Regions from separate parts of the Rattus norvegicus genome. Here region 1 is linked to region 2. Evidence: chromatin contacts called from public Hi-C data. All regions are on one chromosome and are shown on one strand. Each heading gives the region's core, a stretch centred on a gene start, on an enhancer-like site or on the middle of the called end of the contact. The rest is flanking DNA. Distances are from core to core; before and after follow the strand shown.

What was found. Hi-C and Micro-C count contacts between places; a contact is called where the count stands out from the background.
Region 1: a contact with region 2 is called in a Hi-C map of prefrontal cortex, with 3 times the contacts expected there. The contact joins the promoter of Bhlhe40 here to the promoter of Itpr1 in region 2.

What each region holds. Positions count from the first base shown.
Region 1 is chr4:143,172,682-143,179,042 of GRCr8, reverse strand. Bhlhe40 (basic helix-loop-helix family, member e40) reads right to left here and starts at 4,593. Exons shown (of 5, transcript NM_053328.2): 1 at 4,195-4,593; 2 at 3,957-4,026; 3 at 3,571-3,678; 4 at 2,543-2,666; 5 at 1-567. The coding sequence starts at 4,274.
Region 2 is chr4:142,739,973-142,746,927 of GRCr8, reverse strand. Itpr1 (inositol 1,4,5-trisphosphate receptor, type 1) reads right to left here and starts at 3,488. Exons shown (of 62, transcript NM_001007235.2): 1 at 3,337-3,488; 2 at 2,418-2,487.

The DNA.
Region 1 (6,361 bases), core at 3,344-5,843, 430 kb before region 2:
GTGGGTGAGGCCCAAGAAATGGGGAACCCATCAGGTCACTGCCCACGAAGTGGCCTTCCTCATCTGAGAGCTGCATTCGGCTCTTTTTGGTGGGGGGCTCTTCAGATTCTTGCTTAATTGTGCTGACGCGTTCTCCCACGGTGAACCTGCGTCCGTGATCGCTCTTGAAGTAGGGTTGCTCACTGCGCAAGTCACCCTTCTCCAATTCGCCTCCGTAGCCACTGTCTGTGTCCGTGTCACTACCACTCTGCTCCCCGCCCGAGGGAGCAAAAGTCCTCTGGATGACTGGCACACAGTTTTTCCCAGGGCCTTCTGATCCCTTGGCTAGGAAGCTGGGCTTCTCTTTGAAGTCCACGGGTTTGGGAGCTGAGTCCAATGGTTTCCTGGAAGCACTACCCTGCAGGAGTTCAGAGACCACACGGTGGAGATGAGTGACAAGCTGGGAAGACTTCAGGTCCCTAGTGTTTTCATGCTTGGCCAGGTACTGAAGTACCTCCCGGGCACAGGTCTGGAAACCGGAGCAGAACATTTCTTGTCCTGCCTCAATATTTCTTCCCGACAGATCACCTGGAGAAAAAGACGCAGAAAGAAGGGTTTTAGAAGGCTGGGTTGTAGGTAAGTCTAGGACTTTCTTCTTGTCTCTTTTCAAACTGTCGGTCAATTTGCATTTCTAAACTCCAAAAGTCTATGCCTAGAGTCTATGCGGAGAAGTGTAAAAAGTAAAACAAACATATCCCGACCACTTAGAGACAGGTTTTTTTTTTTTCTTTTTAATGCTTGGGTTTTGACATTAAGTACAAGAGAGTATCGCTATGTTACACATACTCCACTGTCCCAAATAGGATTTTTTTTATGTCTGTATAGTGTCCCAGAGAAGTCGACTGAATTACTCTTGATGAGCTTGATATATAATACCTACAAGTTTTTCTTGTAACACAAAAAGGAACATGCTACTGTGTTTAAAAGTCCAACAGTCGGGGCTGGGGACTTAGCTCAGTGGTAGAGCGCTTACCTAGGAAGCGCAAGGCCCTGGGTTCGGTCCCCAGCTCCGAAAAAAAGAACCAAAAAAAAAAAAAAAAGTCCAACAGTCACACTTATTTTTTTTTTTTTTCTAAATAAAGCAGTCTCTCGTTCTAGCCTGGATTGACACTGAGCTTACTCAGCAAGCCAAGCTGGCCTTGAACTCGTAGTGAGCCCATCTTAACTTTCAGACTGCAGGGGCTACAGGTCTGAGCCACCACACCCATCTCCAGTAAGTTAGTATAGCCACAGTCTCTCGGAAGCAGGGAGCCAGACACTCATAAAGTGGAACAATAGAGAAACAATACCACCGAAAAAAGACCACTGTCTCCCCTGGCCCCTTTTTTGTACAGATAGCGTCTCCCTATTTAGTCTTAGATGGCTTGGAATTCCCTAGGCAAAACTGGCTGGCCATAAATTTAAGGGGCTTTGTCTGCCTCCCAAGTATGGGATTACAGGCATGCACCGCCGTGCCTACAGTCGTCATAGCTCACACCTGTAATCCCACCGACCTGGGAGGCTGAGACTGGCAGGTTACTTCAGAGCTTTAGGAAAGCCAAAAAAACAGATCAACAACCAAAAAGCAAACAAAAAAACAAAAAAAAAACAAACAAAACAAAAAAACAATACCTAAAACCAGTAACTCCGGCACCACACAAAGACTTAACCTATTAATCAAATAGGTGCATTTCCCCTGTGCATTCTAACTAGGCTCTTTATTTGTAAGTCTTTCCCATATACTGTAGCTCTGACTCCCCTAGAGATCAGTCCTGATCAACTTTCTATTTTTAGTAGGAAAACTGGCAGGCATGCTGGCTCGGTTTGGTTTTTGTTTGTGATTCTTGTACTAGCCTTGGACGGAACAGAAGAATGCCTGAGGGGTAGGTGTTAGGATTCCCCCTGGTCTGTACTGTATGATCTAGAAGGGAGAAGGGGGAGGTTAGAAGGTGCCCCTGATTCTCTGAAACTCAGGATAAATGAATGATGAAACCAGTGGTTTCATTGGATTGTGCAATTTGCCAAGATACCTAGTGGCTATTCAGGGAACCACAATGAAATGCAGGCAAGAAAAAAAAAAAAAAAAAAAAAAAAAGCCTGCTGTCATCCTGCCAAGACTGCATCCCACATCCAAAGACAAGGAAGCAAAGGGACAGGAAAACACTAGGGGCAGACCCGTGTTCTGCTCACCCATGAATGAGGGCTCAGCAGACCAACTGTAAAAACACCCACAATGCAAATTATCGATGCCTTGGCATTTTAAAGGGGGATGGGGAAGTCTCCCAGAACCGAGACACTCTCGGGCCAAAATGTCACAGGAACATTTCATCACTGGGCTAATAAGTACTCATTCCAGGTGGTGCACAGCAGCATTCCGTATGGGAAAGTATGACCTTTTAGGAAAGAATCAGAAAAGCATCTCCCCCAGTGAATGTGCAAAGGAGATGGTAGCTCAGAGTCAGGAGCCACAGCCAGCCCTCCGGGCTCGATCTGTGCTGAGACACTAATCAGGCCAGGCACTCACCAGCTTGTAAACCGCTCTGCAGGGCCATGATTTTCTGCTGCTGCTGATCAATTAGGTTTGTCAATGCTTTCACGTGCTTCAGCGTCAGCTCGAGAACCACTGCTTTCTCCAAGTGACCCAAAGTCTGAGGAAACAAAAAAAAGGGAGCTTCCGTCACCTGTGAGGTCAGTGAAGTCCCTTCTGACACACACTATTTGTTATGAGAATTGGGTGTAGACAACGAGATAGGAAGAGCTTTTCCTGCCCCACTAAATTTAAAGTTTGCAGATGTGTTAACATATCCATATAACGATCAAAGGCTTAAAAAAAGTCAAACATGTGTTGCCTATCTTTGGAGGCATTTTGGTAGCTGTTACAGTCTCGGGAGTGAGCTGACAGATATATTTCTCCAGCAGCTGCCCTGACCTTAACTCAGGGGACTCCGGAGATAACATTTCCCTGCTGTGGTGTCAACTCAGGGAGGGATGTCTACTGTGTCTGGCAACCAAACGGCTTTCCCAGTGTGCTGAATTTTTTTTTTACACATCCCCCCCCCCCCCAAACACCCGTTCAGGACTTCCAGTCATGCAGGCTTTTCGTCTTCCTTTCCAAACACTTTTCCCGAAGGAAAATCCAGAAAGCTTTCGGTTACCAGTAAAGATGATGATGAAAAGAAAAGGCACACATTAAATAAAGTAGGTCCTCTCGTGGATGGTAAGAGGACAAGGAGAAGGGCATAATTTTTTAATCTCACGGTTTGTTCCTTTTAAGTTAAGGGAGACTACGAGGTGGTGAGAAAGAAAAAAAAATACCAAAAGGAAGCTGTGCTAGTGTTGGAGCCAACTTAAAGAGGCCCCAGATGGTTCTGGTTCTGCCTCTGCCTGGAAGTCCTGGGTCTGGGTCTGGGTTCCCTCCAAACCAGAACTACTAGGAGCTTTGATCCGCCCGTCTAGCCTGCAGTTCCCGTTGACGCCTGCAGGCGGCGGGTGACCCCCACCCGCCCTCTGGGCAGAAGAACTGGGTTGGAGCGCAGCCAGGTTCTCACTTACAGTAAGTTTGAGATGTTCGGGTAGGAGATCCTTCAGCTGGGCAATGCACTCGTTAATCCGGTCACGTCTCTTTTTCTCAATCAACCGGTGCGGCAATTTGTAAGTTTCCTGCAAGGAATAAATGGAAGCAGTGGGTGCCTGAGAAAGGGAACACGAAGCTTCCTCCCTTCCTCCCCACCCAGCACCAGAGGGAAAAAAATTCTGCGAGGGCGCAGAGACGCACCGAGGATCACCTTCTCTGCCCCTTCTTTCCCAAGTCACTCACTTGTGACAATAAGCTCATCACATCCCGAAACCCCCAGCCAACCTTCAAACAAGCAAACTTTTCCTTGGAAACTCAGCGCACGCGAGAGGCTAAGGAACGGGGTCCCCAGGGATGCACCTACCTTGCTGTCCTCGCTCCGTTTTATTCCCCGCCTGGACTTGTACACTTGGTACATGTGGGCAAAATCCATCCTGCAGGGAGAAAGGCCAGAAAGAGCCGTGACTCCCAAGTGCGTACTGGCTGCAGAAGTCCTACAGATGCAAGAAGCCCCCTATATGCCCAGAGATGCCCCAAGTTGAGAGTGGTATGGAAGACACGGTGAGGAGCGGAGACTTGAAGGGATCACAGCGCACACTTACCCTGACAGGTCTCCGTGCTCCAGCCCTGGCGTTTTGGGCAGGCAGGTAGGAGGTGGTTGCGCGCTGGGGATCCGCTCCATGATGCGGCGAGCAGGGGCCACTGTGCGCTCCTGTCTGCACTTAGCAGAGAGTCTGAGAGAGGACTGCCCTGGAAGGGAGGATCCGAGGGTCTCAAGGGGTATGTTCCTATGAGCTAGCCTGAGCTTCTTGCAATGCGCTGGGCTGCCAGGAGCTGCGGCTTTGAGGTGTCGCTTCAGTTGGGGGCGTGCATGACCGGGTGTCCCCCACGGCTTCTGGCTCCCGCTCTGCACACAGACTGGCGGTGTGTGCTCGCTGCGCTGTCTGCGCCGTGCGAGCCAAGTGAATGAGAAGTGGGGCGGGTGGAGAGGCGGGAGGGAAAGGGGGGGTTGCTTAGGGCGGAGCGGGGGGGGGGGCGGTGGTTGCTGGAGGGGACGAGCCGAGGAGTAAGGAGAGGCTGCGGGCTGGGTTAAATGGGAGCGAGTGGGTGGGTAGAAGCTACGTGTTCTACCCTGTGACTCCAAGCACGTCTGGCCGCTGCCGGGGAGGGAAGGAGCGACCTGCCCGCCCTCCCCCGGCTTCATCACATGAGTCTCACGTGTTGGACAACGCTCTGGCGGCTGCAAAGTGCCCCCCCTCCCCGCCGCCCCAAACCTCGGGCCCCAGGTGTCTGCGGCTGCGGCCTCCTTTCCCCGAAAGAGGGGGTGGCAGCGCAGCCAGAGTCCTGCCCAGCTGGGTGGGGGGCACGGAAGCTGGAAGGAACTGGGGAGCTGGGGGGCGGGGGGAAGAGTTGGTAACGTGGGCGAACCTGCCCCAGGGAAATGAAGTAAGTTCCCGTCTCCTGGGAGGGAACGGGGGAGGACGGATTCCGCCCGCGTCTGACTCAAGCCGGGAGAGGAATATCCCCTTGGTCGCTCCAGCCCAGCCCTCTTCCTCCTCCCCCGCCTGGCCCGCTCCTAGGAACCGGTGCGCAGCGGAGGGAGTTGTCGGCCCCCCTTGGCCTTCCCCAGAGGCTGGGGTTTCTTTCCGTCCTGGCTTCCCAGCCCCCCAACGCTCAGCCTCAGTGTCCAGGAATTGCCCGCCTTGGGGAGGGACCGAGGGCGGGGCGGATGTCACCCCATGGGAAGCGGGCTGGTGGCCAGGCGCTAGGGCAGCCGAGGCCGCCGCCGAGCACGCCGAGCGCACCTGACCGTGGACCGTGTGAGCCGTGCGGACCCTCCCCTCCCCCAACTCTCCCGGGAGCTCAGCTCCCGGGCGCAGCCTGCGGGTGGCCTGGCACCCGACTGGCGCGCACCCATCTCCTCCCGCCTTCCAGGGTGCCTCACTGCCCCCACCCACCCTGGCTAGTCAAGCACAGAAAGATACCGGGCACGGTGCCCGGCGTTCCCTCCCTCCTCTGCCCCCTCCGATGCAGAGGCGTCCGGGTCGCCTCCCCTCCGGCTGCAGAGTTACACAACCGCGGCGACGGCGCCTGCCCTGCAGCAGCGCGGGGCGTGACGCTTCACGTGGCCCAGACGCGGGCCGGAGCTCGGCTCACTGCAAGCCTCTCCGCGCCGGCTTCCAAGCCGTGACCCCCGCGCACCGGGCTGCCAGCCGGCATGGGATCCCGAAGCTAACCAGGAACTTGGGTGGCGCTGTTTGCAGTCTATTCCAGGACAGGAGAGAGGAGACAGGAGGACCCCCACTCCCACGCCCCATCCTCTTGGTTTATCACAGTGAAATCTCCACATATGTGCAGCACACACTCACTGAGCCCCTTACCCAGTCGAGCTCGTGGCTGGAGACAGTGGAGGTAACAAGCACGGATTTTGACCTTGAATTTACAAGGACCTTTGGGAGGGAGCCAACCAGGCCAATCAGAAGACTGCCTTCAGCAGAAAGTCTATCGGGGCCACTGGCAGAGAATATAAAACGAGAAAGTTTTAATTTAATACTAACCAAGACGTTTAGGTAGTAGAGGTTAACCCACAAGCCCGAGCGCGGGGCACAAGGGCAGCTCCAGGGGCCCCAGCGCTCTTCAATCTCGCGGAGGCCGCCGGGCCCCACCCCCACCGACCTGCATTGGAAAAATCTGGTCTCTTTGACCTTCTAACAGCCCGGAGCTGGGAAAGCCTCTGAAACGCAGAACCTGCGGCGCTGTGAGCGGCGC
Region 2 (6,955 bases), core at 2,239-4,738:
AAAGCAGACAAGACAGGACACTGTCCTTGTGTAGATTCCTTAATTAGAAGTATCCAAGGACAGCTTGACCTAGAAACCTAACTCCAGGCCTGCTTTTATTTTGGTAGATTTTTTTTTGGGGGGGGGGTCTGTTGTTCATATTTGGTATCTGTTGTTTCATTTGGTCTGTTTTTAAAAAAGCTGCTTGTATTAAAAAAAAAAAAGTCAACAGAAACTCCATGAGATCATTATGAGCTAAAAAGCCATGTGAATTTTTCTCAAGTCCATTCCTTGCACACCATTGAATTAGTTCCAGGGCGTCCCACTCTTGCCCCCCACCTCCACAGTCTAGTGCTTTTGCAGCTGAAAACACTTGGAGGGCAAAGTCAATAGATCGTTCTTGTGGCATTAACCTATTTCTCTTCTAAGCCACCCCTCGCCTCATATTCTTCAAGGAAGGCTGGCAAAAGGAGCCATGTTTGAATGGGTGATAGCACCTCGGTGACTTTCATGGGCCTCGATGGAGAGGCCAGAGTGAGTCTTTCGGAACATAAAGAACTTGCCCTGCTCGGATAGAAGGAAATCTTGATGGGATTTTCTGTTTCGAATTGATGTAGTCAAGGAGCAAATTATACGTTCAATGTATACTCATAACATGCATACATCCACATGACTGAAGAAGAAATGGAGAAGAAAAACACTGCATACAACTAGCAACCAGGCAAACCAGAGACCACAGGACAAGCTACCAACATTCCACAGGTTGAACTGAAGCAGTTTAAGATTTCCAATTATTCAGCTAGAGACACACCTGACTCTTTCAACCTGCTCAGGTGCCTTGATGGGAATGACCAAAAGCTACTCCAACTATGAGCCAGGACTAACACTGCACGTAGACACTGGGTTTCCTCTGGTTTTCCTTCTTAACTGTCCTGATTCAAGCTTTCAAAACACACACACACACACACACACACACACACACACACACACACACACACACACACACACAGAGCTTTTCTAACATGAATTCAGCCCAACATTAAATCCTCCTACAAATAACTACATTCTTTTATCCCTGCCAAGGGCTGTATCATTTCCTTCTTACATCAAACTAAATAGCTGGTACATTGTTGGTGAGACATAAATCAGAGTTAAGGCATTAAGAGCAATGGGTTCACTATTTTTCCTAGCATCTCTCTCTCTCTCTCCCCATAAACTTAAGCACAAGTGGTACACATTACTGCCTGGGCTGCCCAGTGACTTCATTCTGAATCTCGGTTTCTTCACCCGTATCTAAGGTCTTCTGTGATATACAGCTTTGCACCTGGCTTGCTCTAACCTAATGGGACAGCCTCATTATTTTTAGGCAAAAGATAGAGAAGAGTCTGTGGACCAGTTAACGGTGTCTGTAGCATACTTCAAAGAGAAGACTGACCCCTCTTTGATCAACACAGACATTAGTCCATAGGAGAACTAGCCTTCCCATCCAAATGTTTCCCACTCCACCAGTACTCCTGAGGACCTTATCAACAGGAAACAAAAGCACTGTGCTACCATAATGAAGTATCTGGCTTTCATTCACTAATTAGAAAAGCCCAAAGATTGTAGCCCAGGGAACAGCTAAATATTTAGGACATTAAAGAAGTTACCAAGGACCAGCTGCCCACAGCTCCCCACTCCTATTAACCTGTTGTTTACTCAATTACCAGACATTTTAGAAGAAAAAACTTGATAGACAAACCTGAAACCATAGGGGCGTCTGTGTACCTACAGAGAGAGGCTTTATTTTCTAGGAATGGGCTGTGATAAATGTCATTATATTGACAGAAACACTGCCCTCAGCCCCTCATCCGGGAACAGGTACCAAAGCAAGAGAAGCACGCTGGGTTCCTTGATATGCAGGTGGCTCCTGTGAAATCCTGGAAGCTACAGTGGTATTCTTTAAGCTCTTACTTCCTGTTAAGTTCTCATTCTTTCAATTTGTCGCTTTCATTTCTTGCAACCCAGCCCACTCTGGTTACGTGGTGAAAGCCCACGACAGAACAGAACCAAGTGACAGTTTGTGAAAGGGAGGAGTATCTCACTTTTGCTTAGGGATCTTGGCAAACGAAAAGTTCTGCATCTTTGGGAGTCTAAATAATGAGGGTGCCTTTCAGGCTGGTAAGGGACCACCCACTTTACAATCTACCGCAATTTACTGCTTGTTGCTGTTGCTTACCCACCACCCCTTTACCCCCATGCTTCGATTCTAAGCAACCTTCAAAAGTAGCTGTCACTGGATCTTTACTCAAGACCATGACCAATTTTGACCACAGTTTCTTTCTCTTCCCTACTCTACCTCTATGTACGTTACAAGCGGAGTTACAAAATGCTTAGGACAAAACAAACAAACAAACAAACAAACATTCTTGACTACAGAACTCAGCTCCCACACTCACCTGACCCAGGTCAGGCACTCTGTAGCCAATGGACTCCCAGCCAAGGATGCAAATCCTTTGTAGTCAGCTCCTAAATATTTACAAAGAAAGAAGACTGAGTATGGGATCTTGCGACGGTCTATCAGAATGTTCCCAAAGACAGGTTTCGACTTTTTTAGTCTCCGTTCGCTTTTCCTGCAGATCCCACTCCCCACCTCCAAATTTAGCAGTCAAGTTGGAGGGATCTCTTGCCCCCAGATAAAAGCAACCCCAGCATGCTTATTTCCCGTCCGGAGCTGACCAGAAAGATCAGGCACGCAGAAACTTCGAATACGATGGGGGGGTGGGGGGAAGAGACTGTGGACGAAAGGAAGTGTTGAGATCCCAAAGCACTTGTTTCCCCGCGTGGAGGCCAAGTATGTGAAACCCGCGTCCTCATTGGGCACGAGCTCCGTCCACACTTCTCTCATCGCTCCCGCCCCTGCTTCCTCCGGTTTTCTTCCTTTTTTTTTAAACCCACGGGGGCCCCCACGCATGCATTATCCTACCAGCCAAGCAGCGCAACAGGGCTAGCTACATTTTTAGAAAGATTATTTCCTTGAGCAAACTCATATGACACCCCCTCAAATACCCCCCCAGGGGGGAAAACTATTTCCTGCAAACACTCCAGCCGTTTCCAACTTGGGGGAATGCCATTTCAGTACGGGGAAGGAGGTTGAAGCCGGTCACTAGAGTCGAGGACATTTGGGGTTACTTAAGCCTGAAAAAAAAAATCAGACCGCCTCCCAAAACTGCTCGCAGGGAAAGAAGCCCCAAAATACACGCCAAGTGCATAAGTGCATGCAAAGCCACCAAGAACTCCCAGTGATCAGGGCAAAAACTTCAGCGCACGGGAGCCAGTGCCAACTCCCCGAGCCCTCTGCCCGGCCCCAGCAGCTACCTTGGTGACCGGGGAGCCACGCCGGTTTGAGGGATCAGGACCAGGACAGGGGTTAGCAGCCGCTGGGCAATCCCATGTCCGCGAAGAGGGAGCTCGTTCCGTTAGGATGGGAGCGGAACACCCACACCTCCTCTCGGCGTGCGCTTTCTCTCTCTCCACCCCCTGCCTCCACCTCCTCCACCACCACCTCCTCCTCCTCTCCTCCCACCCCGGCAGGCTTGAGGAAACGCTTCAGCAGAACATCCACATGGTTACTGCACTTTGAAGCAGCTCCCGGCCGCTTATATAGGCCCGGAAGCTCCCTGGGCAATGTAGTCCGATTCCCAGGTCCTGCCGGCGCCTGGGGCTGCGCAGAAGGACTACAAGTCCCAGAATGCCCTGGGCTCTGGGGCTGGGTTCTAAATAGACTCCCGCGCACTGACCAGGGTCGGGGGAGGGGCGCCGAGCGGGAAGGCTGGGGCTGCGAACCTGTGTCTAAGCAGCGAACTCCCCAGGTTTGGCAAGCCCGATCCACAGGGTGTCCCTTACCCCTGTGAACCCTTCTCTTTTGACTGTCCCTTTTCTAAAGTCAGGTGTCACTAGGGGCCAGAGAGAGAGGAAGAGCTCGGATTACTACTTTGGGAAGTTTTTACAAGCTGTTTACCCACCCCCGCGCGTCCTGTGTCCTGGAGCCAAGAATTTCAGAAATCCGAGGCACAAAAACGCCAGTGTTTTGCGGTCAAGGATTAAAGAAGCAAGTTTGTCTTTATTAAATCTGTTCCAGTTCTTTATTGGATCCTGCTAGTGTCTGCATGAAAAGTCTGGCAATGAGGTGGTCCCTGCTATCGAGGATGCGGGGTAATCGTGTGAAAGCCCTTTTCTGAATCCGAGCTGTGTCTGTCTTTCGTCGCCCGGTGGGAGGTAAAAGGAACGCAACCCTTTCGAGTGAGCAAATAAAGGAACCATGTTGTGACTTGGCTGATGTTGTGATCGCGAAGCAGGAAAGAAATACAAACCGCGACCTGGTCCTGACCCCGCTTCTAGGACCCCTTTGCTCCTGGAATCTGTAAATGCTCAAGTAAATAAACCGCAAACCAGAAAAATAAGGGCTTCAGAGAAAGCGGCTATACTAAGATGTGTGCGTCCAGGCGAGGTGTGCTGCAAGTCTTCAACCCAAGCCTCTGGGCTGAAATGGGTTTCAACACACCACAAATAAGTGTAGGCTCCAGCCTGCAAAGTGCTTAGAACTTTGGCTTTTGAAAGAAGAGTTTGAATCGCAGGCAAAGTTATCCCACTGTCTCCCTCCGCATCCCACCTCCCACCCCCCACCCCGCCCAAACCAGACTGCAAGTATTCATTCCACAAACGTTCCCCGGTGTCATCTGGGTGCCAGGCCAGGCATGGTGCCAGGATATGAGAGTGCGCCAAAGTATATCATAACATCCTAAATGGGGTCTGTCTGCTACCGCTAAAGACCTACTAACAGCAGTCCTTGTTATGAAAACAAATGGTTCTACAGAGCTCAGCCCATGTCCTCTTTCTGTACATCATGCTATTGTGTTTTACCGATTCTGGGTTTGTTATCTCTGCGCAGTAGAAACCAGGTTAACTTCCGGTCTCCATTGCAACTCCAACCTGTACCTATACCGAGGACTTGCCCTTCAGGACCTCCATCACCCCTTCCTTAAAGGACCCCCTCCTTCCATTTCAGGAGCAGCCTATAAGCCCTTCGGCAAACCACTGTCATCTCTGTACCCCAGTTTTGCCATCTAGAGAGGGATTTGATACTCATTAGGATACGCCTGTTCTTTTTTCCTTTGCATGATTCAACAGCCTTGCCTAAAGTCTCGTGAAACTTTAAGAACAATAGAGGGCAAAAGAGCTAAGAATTATTGGCATATTTGGTGCTCAAACTAACAATTATGGACATTTCATGGGTGTGTGTTGTGTCCCAGGCATTGTTTCTAAGCTCTCTAAGTAGATCATTTCATCAATAGCCCATGGGAAGCTAAAGCATGCAGGGTTATTTCCAAAAGGCACCGATGGCAATCTTGGGAGTCTAGTGTCTGATGCTTCAAGCTGCCTGCCCTCCTTTGTCCTCAGGAAAATCCCCACCTTGCTACAACAGAGGAATCCACACCTTTCATATCTGTTGTTTCTCCTGTCCCAGATAAAAACAAACAGTTCCCACTTTCCAAGGCCCTTTAACTAACTTTCAAGCAATTTCAACAAATCAGCCCACGATGATATAACTGGGGAAGGAGGAGGGGGATTGCTTCATGATCTTCTAATGTGCATTTCCAAAAGAATACTTGGTCATAGTTGAGAGGTACAGGTAGCTCATTTTCATCCTCACCACAGTGTAAACATAAGCCCTTTGTCTAGTTTATCCATGGTCTTCCCTGCCCAATGGCAAGTTTCAGTGAGATCAGGTCTTACATTTGTAAACTCTAGTCCTCTTGACTCAAAGAGGCTTACTCTTCTCTCTGCACATTTTTGTAGATCTGGAAAGAAAGTTTCCTGCAACCTTGTAATGGAAGGTGTGTTGAGCATACAGAAGGCAACAGAGGCATATCTTTCTGAGCAGTTGAGCCTTTTAGCGGCCAAGGTCAGTTTTCTTTGTCAGGTGTGCAGATAGTGCTGCTCAACATCTGGCAAGTTCTGGAAGCTGCCAGATCACAACAAAGTACTTTTGCTAATTCTACTACGGCCCAAAGTGATTGTTTGTGACGGACAGTTGATGTGTGGCGATGCTAACAGTGATGAATGCTAGAACGAGTGGCTTACACTCCTTTATGAGCCAGCAAAAGGATGTATGGGGGTGAGCTGTGCTTCTCTGTCATAATTTTTTTGGGAAGAATTTTCCTAGACCTGCATCTGCAATCCAGTAGCTATCAGTCATCTCGGCACCGAAGATGCAGCTGTTTCTAAAGATGTGAAGTACTTATAAAATACACAGTTTCAAACACCTAAACTTCAAACGCAAGGCTTCGGATATGTTGGATCACACCCTTGAAATGTTTTTTCCTGGTTTTTACTTTTTAAATTGACTAAAAATTTAATCTGCAGCTCCTGTTATATTCTATTGGATGGTGCTAATTCAGAAAACTGAGACTCAGATTCTTAAGATAACAATGGGAAGTGATGAGGATCAGGGCTACGCAGATAGATCAATGGTTGAAACCCTTACCCTCAAGCATGAAGACCAGAGTTCTATGTGTGAAACACAGACAAAAGCCTGTCAGGTACGGTGACCTGTAATTCCATCACTCCAGAGGCCTCAGATCTCGAGGACATTTTGGCTAGCTAGATTACCTGGTATTGGTGAGTTTTGGGGTTCAGTGAGAAGCCTGGCCTACTAAATAAAAAGGAACATGACAGAAGATGCACAGTATCACCTTTGGGTCTTGACATGCTTGCCCATACATATGTGCCATGAAGAAATATCCCTATACATATGCAAACACGTGTACATAAACACATACCATACATGTGCCCAGTAAAAAGAAATGATAATCTGTCATAAAAGTACCCGTGGGCAACTTTACCCTTGAAATGCCCACTCGGGGAAGTCAGAGGACTTTGCAGTTAGGACAGTATTAGAGACCAAGTCTGAAGAAACTCCAAAACTAGCACAGCA